2 separate regions of the Zea mays genome follow, and region 2 is linked to region 1. The links are chromatin contacts, called in public Hi-C maps. All regions are on one chromosome and are shown on one strand. The core of a region is the stretch at or near the end of the contact, and the rest is flanking DNA. Distances in the headings are between cores, read along the strand shown. Region 1 holds the start of LOC103631751. Region 2 holds the start of LOC100273753 (Histone H2A).

What was found. Hi-C and Micro-C count contacts between places; a contact is called where the count stands out from the background.
Region 2: a contact with region 1 is called in a Hi-C map of ear, with 2.2 times the contacts expected there. The contact joins the promoter of LOC100273753 here to the promoter of LOC103631751 in region 1. A contact is called at or near these places in 6 of 25 Hi-C or Micro-C datasets (ear, endosperm, root tip and 2 more).

The regions. Positions count from the first base shown.
Region 1 is chr1:12,753,966-12,757,069 of Zm-B73-REFERENCE-NAM-5.0, forward strand. LOC103631751 reads left to right here and starts at 1,607. Exons shown (of 4, transcript XM_008653028.3): 1 at 1,607-2,763. The coding sequence starts at 2,041.
Region 2 is chr1:12,916,791-12,920,249 of Zm-B73-REFERENCE-NAM-5.0, forward strand. LOC100273753 (Histone H2A) reads left to right here and starts at 1,486. Exons shown (of 2, transcript NM_001148161.1): 1 at 1,486-1,707; 2 at 1,805-2,336. The coding sequence starts at 1,588. The coding sequence ends at 2,101.

The DNA of each region.
Region 1 (3,104 bases), core at 357-2,856:
GAACTCCATTGAATTATGTTTGATTATTAGTTGCCATTCCTGTTTCCACATTGCCTTTAGGTTGAGGTCTAGTTTGCCAAGAGTTTTTAATGTATCTGACTTCCCAATATCCAGCAAGTTAGTCATATGATGCTGCGACTTCATCATGGTATCCATGTTTGCCGAGCATCTTGAAGAAAAAGAATAATATCATATCTGACCCCTTCATTCTTCCATCTCTTCTTTATGAGTTGAACTGAAAGTGCCATTACCCAACTACGCAGAAGCACAACCTCCAAACAGAACAGCTAATATTTCACTAAGATAGGGCAGCAGCCCCTTCTGTTATTGAATTCTGCTTGCACATCATGCAACGTGTGTTCAATGTGAACATCCATGTGCTGGTGAGATCTGTGGGTAGCTGTAGTGTCCTCGACCTATGTATGGATTAGCATTGTAGAATTTGTCACCATGTCAACGTATTGATTACATGATTTTGTTAATTGGATTATGTCACACTTAGTGGAGGCAGGGGGCCTAAACCAGACAGCATCTAATGAATCTGTAGCTTTTAATAATGATCACCTGTGTCAGGGATTCAGTAGGCTCCATTTACTTCTTCCCTGTCTGATTCTTCCCTATCTGATGATACATACTAGTCAATTACAAAAGTAAACCATTACAAATTGCAACAATGAATCTGGGTTTCTTCCCCTCTGTGTCCTTTCCTCCCTGCTTCCTACTCCACTAAGCCGGTTCATTAGTCCAAACGTGAAATTAGTTAGCAATTAGTAGGTTCTAAGTAGCTAGGTGATAGACTGCTAATAAAGTAAGCTCTGAAGATCCTTGTGGATCTTATTTTTAAACAAACGGGTTGACGTAGGCTGTCTGTCAAAGCACCCCAGAATGTCCCAGTTCAGGACCTTGTACCTGCCAGCAATTTTCTGCTATATATTCAGAAGAAAGCCCATCTGTATATATAATTTCTGCCCCATGTGTGGATATATATGGGGCAGCAGTACCCATGCTTATCATTCAGAGAACAAGGAGATTAGTGATTACTGGTTGGATGATGGTTGGATGAACAGAGACAAAGGACCACTTTGAAGGATCCGTCTTAAGATCCGCGGAAACTACACGGGAAACAATGTTCATGCATATGCTGGCAATGGCGCCTACACGATTAGCCTGTCGAAATGCAGTGCATTGCATGACAGGATCTCATATCAGATTTGATGATCTCTGAGTTCTAGGAGTTCCTGCTGAGGAGCACACATCTTGTAGTTCTAGCTAGGGGGAAAAAACCCCCCAAAATATTACTAGAATAGAGGAGAAAAAACTATTATTTTTTTGGTCCTTGAAAGATTGGTGGCAATCATTCCAACAGTGGTGATAAAAATGGTCCATGTACGGGCTTGTTCGGTTAGCTCTCAATCCATGTGGATTGAGCGGGATTGGATGGGTTTGAATCCCAAACAAGTCAAACTTCTTCACAATTTTTTCCAATCCCATCCTATCCATATGTATTGGGAATAACCGAACAAGCCCTACAATGTAAGCAGTCCACCAGTCCTTTTACATTTCACATCCCCTTATATATAGGGGAGAGGGACCCTCGCCGGCTAGTATAGCCTGAGGAGCTCACTAGGCCTTTTCATTTTTTTTCAACTCCCCTCCGTGCTTCCGCTGTCACTGTAGTGCATGCAAGAGGAGTGGTAAAAAGAGACGTTGCCTATACCTTGAGCTACCTCTCATCCATCAGAGCTGAGCGAGACAGGGAGTGTGTGTGTGATGCAACGGATGGTGTCCATCGTCCTTTCCTATGACTAGGAGGAGTCAGCTGCTAGCTAGTGTTGCGTCGTCCATCGCATCACCTGCTTGCTTCCGTTGCCGGTGCTTTGCAATACATACGTCTTGCAAGAGCTGAGCTAAGCTGAGCTGAGAGACGGCTTGCATTTGGTGTTGTGTGCCTAGCTAGCTACATATATTCTGTAGCTAATAAGCTAAGCTTTAGCTCATTGGTGGGGTGCTTGTATTGGCTTGTTGCACCGGCCGGCCGCCATGCAGGGGCAAGTTGCTGGTGACGACGCAGGTGGTGCAGGCAGCCCTAGCAGGCGGCGGGAGAGCTCGGCCGCCGCGCGCTTGGTGCGTGGCCCCATCATCGTCGGCGCGGGGCCGTCCGGGCTGGCCGTGGCGGCGACGCTGAGCCGGCACGCGGTGCCCTTCACGGTGCTGGAGCGTTCCGACGGCATCGCCGACCTGTGGACGAACCGCACGTACGACCGGCTCCGGCTGCACCTCCCCAAGGTGTTCTGCGAGCTCCCGCACGCCCGCTTCCCGGCCGACTTCCCCACGTACCCGACGAAGCACGACTTCCTCCGGTACCTCCGCTCCTACGCCGCGCGCTTCGCCGTGGCCCCGCTGTTCGGGCGCACGGTGACCTGCGCGCGGTACGACGCGGAGGCGTCGCTCTGGAGGGTCACGGCGGTGTCGTCGTCGTCGACTGCCGCGGGCGGCGGCGCGGCGGCGGAGACGACGACTGAGACCGAGTACGTGTCGCCGTGGCTGGTGGTGGCCAGCGGGGAGAACGCGGAGGTGGTGGTGCCCACGGTGAAGGGGAGGGAGAGGTTCGGCGGGGAGGTGCTGCACTCCAGCACGTACAGGAGCGGGGAGAGGTTCAAGGGCATGAGGGTCCTGGTCGTGGGCTGTGGCAACTCCGGCATGGAGATGTGCTTGGACTTGTGCGAGCACGGTGCCATGCCCTTCATGTCCGTCAGGAGCGGGGTAAGTTACCAGCAGCTAAGCTAGCCCTCTTTTTCCATCTTCTTCCTTCCTATATATATTAATCCTCTAGCTACTAGCTGCTTAATTATATATCAGCTTGCTATATACATAATACTGTTGGACACACTTGTTGATCCGAGTTTCATGTACTCCGACATACATTGTTGCCATTTATCTTACTTGATCACGTCATATCTCTAGTCGCTATCTATTTTTAAGAAATTTAAAAAATGCAGTAACCTTTCAGTTTTCTAGCTATATAGAACTGTGATATTTATATATAATATGTTGCATTGCTAGTCATTAATATATAATTCCATGAAGAAGTGAATAGGTTCTAT
Region 2 (3,459 bases), core at 236-2,735, 160 kb after region 1:
CATTTTAGTCCTCAATTTTTTTTCTAGCAAAGGGCAATTGAGATGATGGGAATTGTGTTCCTAACAAGGCAAAAACACTATGCGAACGATATATATGGTTCATTTTTTGACATGCTTTTCTGATAATCTGGATTCATGAAGAATTTGGATGTAGGAAGAATCTTAATATCGTGGAACTTACGTGCAGAGGAAGATAAAGTTGTTCATATAGTTTAGCGGTGGGGTAACCATAGGGTATGCTGTATATACCACTACATACCCTATGCAAACTGGCAATATACATGTGTGTGTTGTGTGTGGAAAGGAGGAAATTTAGCAAAGCACACTTGTGTCATTATGGGATATAAATATTCATTCATGCGGCTCACATGACGTTTAGATACGACTCACTATCCACCCGACAAAGTAGTACATCTATACGTAATAGGCATACATACTTCATGATATTTTCTTTCCACCTTTTCTAACCCAATCTACTCGATTAGATCTATAGGGATTGGAAGCACCTAGAGGGGGTGAATAGAAGATCCTGCAAAAATACAACAAAAAACACAAACTTGGTTCAAAGTCAGGAGTTAGCGCAAATCTAAAATAAGTTTGAAGCGAGAAAAAGATAGAAAGTCCTTTTCACTTGATTGCTCTTTTAAGATGTAAATTAGACTAAGAGCAATATTTCAAGTAAATTAGATAAATAGGCTAATGGGGCACTTGGATCCATTCATTTTGGAGGAATCAGAAATTACTTAATAAATTAATCTATTTAGCTTGGATTTTGATATTCCACCACTTTCCAGTTCAGATATAACACTATCTTAAATTCATGGGGTGCAATATGAGAAATGATTTTATGTATTAGTAGAATATATTTCTACTCCACAACTTATAGGACGCTATTCGACTCACTCAAAAATAGTAAAAATGTAGCACATAAATATCTCGAATATCTTGTTAATAACAATATACAAATATATTTTATATAAAATAATATTAGCTTAATTGACACGTGTCTAAATTATTATTATTAGAATGAAATTCAATTGCAATGATCCAATAAAAATTATTACAGGGCACCCACCAGTGCCTTGGATTTCACATATTCCCACGTGGCGTTCTTCCCGCGCCCTACGTCCTACATATGGGCGGCCCACAGCACAGGCGGGCCGGGTTCCGTTTTTGCAACTGCGAGCGCGAGGTTTCGACCTGCTCTGGCTGTCTGGGCTCTGGTAGGCCAACTAGTGGGCCAGATATCACCAGCCGGAAATTAGCAAAAATGCTACGGCCTAGCCCAGGTCACCCAGTCACCCTGGTATGCGAAAACGCAAAATTTTCGCGCCACCCAAAAAAATTCGCGCCCGGGAACGAAAACCCGGCGCGCGCGCGCCATCGGGACTCGGCGCCCACCCGATTCAAACCCCAACCCAAAATTTTCCCCTGCGTGGCGCGTTTAAAGACCTTTGCTCCCGCATTGAACAGGGACGGGAGAAAATCTCCAAACGCAGCAGAGCCCCTCGCGCCGCCGGCCTCTTCAGCCTTGCAGCACACCGCCGCCAGCCCGAGTGACCGCTGCAGCCTAGGTTTCCGGCGCCGATGGCGGGTAAGGGAGGGAAGGGTCTGCTGGCGGCCAAGACGACGGCGGCCAAGAGCACCGACAAGGACAAGGACAGGAAGAAGGCCCCCGTGTCGCGCTCTTCCCGCGCCGGCCTCCAGGTACCCTCTCGCTTCTTTTTCTTTCGAATTTCATCTCGATCTGTGCACGCCATATGTTACTCAGATGCTAACTTAAACTGGCGCTTCTTGTTTGCAGTTCCCGGTGGGTCGCATCCACCGCCAGCTCAAGTCGCGTGCCTCTGCGCACGGCCGCGTCGGCGCCACCGCCGCCGTCTATTCCGCCGCCATCCTCGAGTACCTCACCGCCGAGGTCCTCGAGCTGGCCGGCAACGCCAGCAAGGACCTCAAGGTCAAGCGCATCACCCCGCGCCACCTGCAGCTCGCCATCCGCGGGGACGAGGAGCTCGACACCCTCATCAAGGGCACCATCGCCGGGGGCGGCGTCATCCCGCACATCCACAAGTCGCTCATCAACAAGACCGCCAAGGAGTGAATCAAGGCCGTGCTGCTGCTTCTGCCTGACTACAGTCCCATCTCGTTCTGTACTTGTGCAATCTGAGTTTAAGTGCATGTTGGCACAGTTCTAGTAAACTCATCCTGTTCACCTATGCTTCTATCTTGTTAATTTAAGCTCTATTCCGCGAGCTTTTTGGATTGCTGGTATCGTGATTAACGGGTTCGTAAAATTAGTACGTCGAACCTTGCAATTGAATCCGATTGTTTGGTTCTTTTTTTTTGCTATCGTTCTGACGTCGTAGACAGCTATTTAAGCTATTAACCGTAAACGCTGCACAGCTCCACCTCGTCGTGCCTCACCGCCGCGGCTCTGCTCTCCTCCCGGCATACCCGCTCGGGCGCTCTACCTGCTCGTCGTCTCTACCCGCGGCGGTGAGCGCGAATGCTCGTCATTCCCTGGCAACGGCAACTGCGGAACGAGGGGTCGAGGAGGCAGAAGAACAATGTGAGCGTGGAGGACGTGGAGTGCCGAGAATTCTCGGCGAGCACGAAGATTACGACGATGTCCCCGTAGGAACCTTTGCTTCACCACCAGCGACCGGAAGATATCGTCGAGCTCACCCCCTCGTCTTCCTCCATAGCTGCCGCGAACTGTGACAACAGGTGGTGCTTGTCACAGCAGACGCCGTCGCTGACGCCGTGTGATCGCTCCTTTGACTTCATGATCGCCGTTGCGGTCAGGTGGAGCATGCGTGCGAAGGAGATGTCGACGGCGGCGGCGAACGCCTCGAAGAACATGCCACGGTCGAGGCCGAGCGCGTTGCGCACTCGAAGCGCCATATGATCTAATCTGGAGTTGAGGACGGGAGGCGGCGCACGGGCCGACGCGAGCACATCTCTACTACTTAAGAGCGGAGCGTAGGCGTCCACACCACCGCTGTGGTGCACGGTTCTGCCTCCGCGCACCCTGGCCGCCGCGCCGCGATGCCCGCCTATTTCCATCGCCAGCGCGTTCTCCGTGCTCCGCCAATCTCGCAGCGGCGCGCCATCATAGCTCGGCAAACTCTCTTCCCCACCACGGTCCCCCTTCCCCACCCACTGGAGACCGCGCCCTTCCCCCCTTCCCCACCGCGGCCACCGGATCCGGCATGGCACACACCTGAGATTGCGTTCTTCCCCACCGAATCTAGCTTGGCGCACACCGGAGACCACGCCCTCCCCCCTTCCCCACCGTGGCCACCGGATCCAGCATGGCACATGCGCGCTTCGGCATGGCACATCCACAGCGCGAACGCCCGGAATGGAGCAGCGAGCATCCATGTACCCACCGGAGACCGGGCCATTCACCACCGTAGTCCCCACCCCACCCCATCCCCCCGCGCATCACGCCCAACC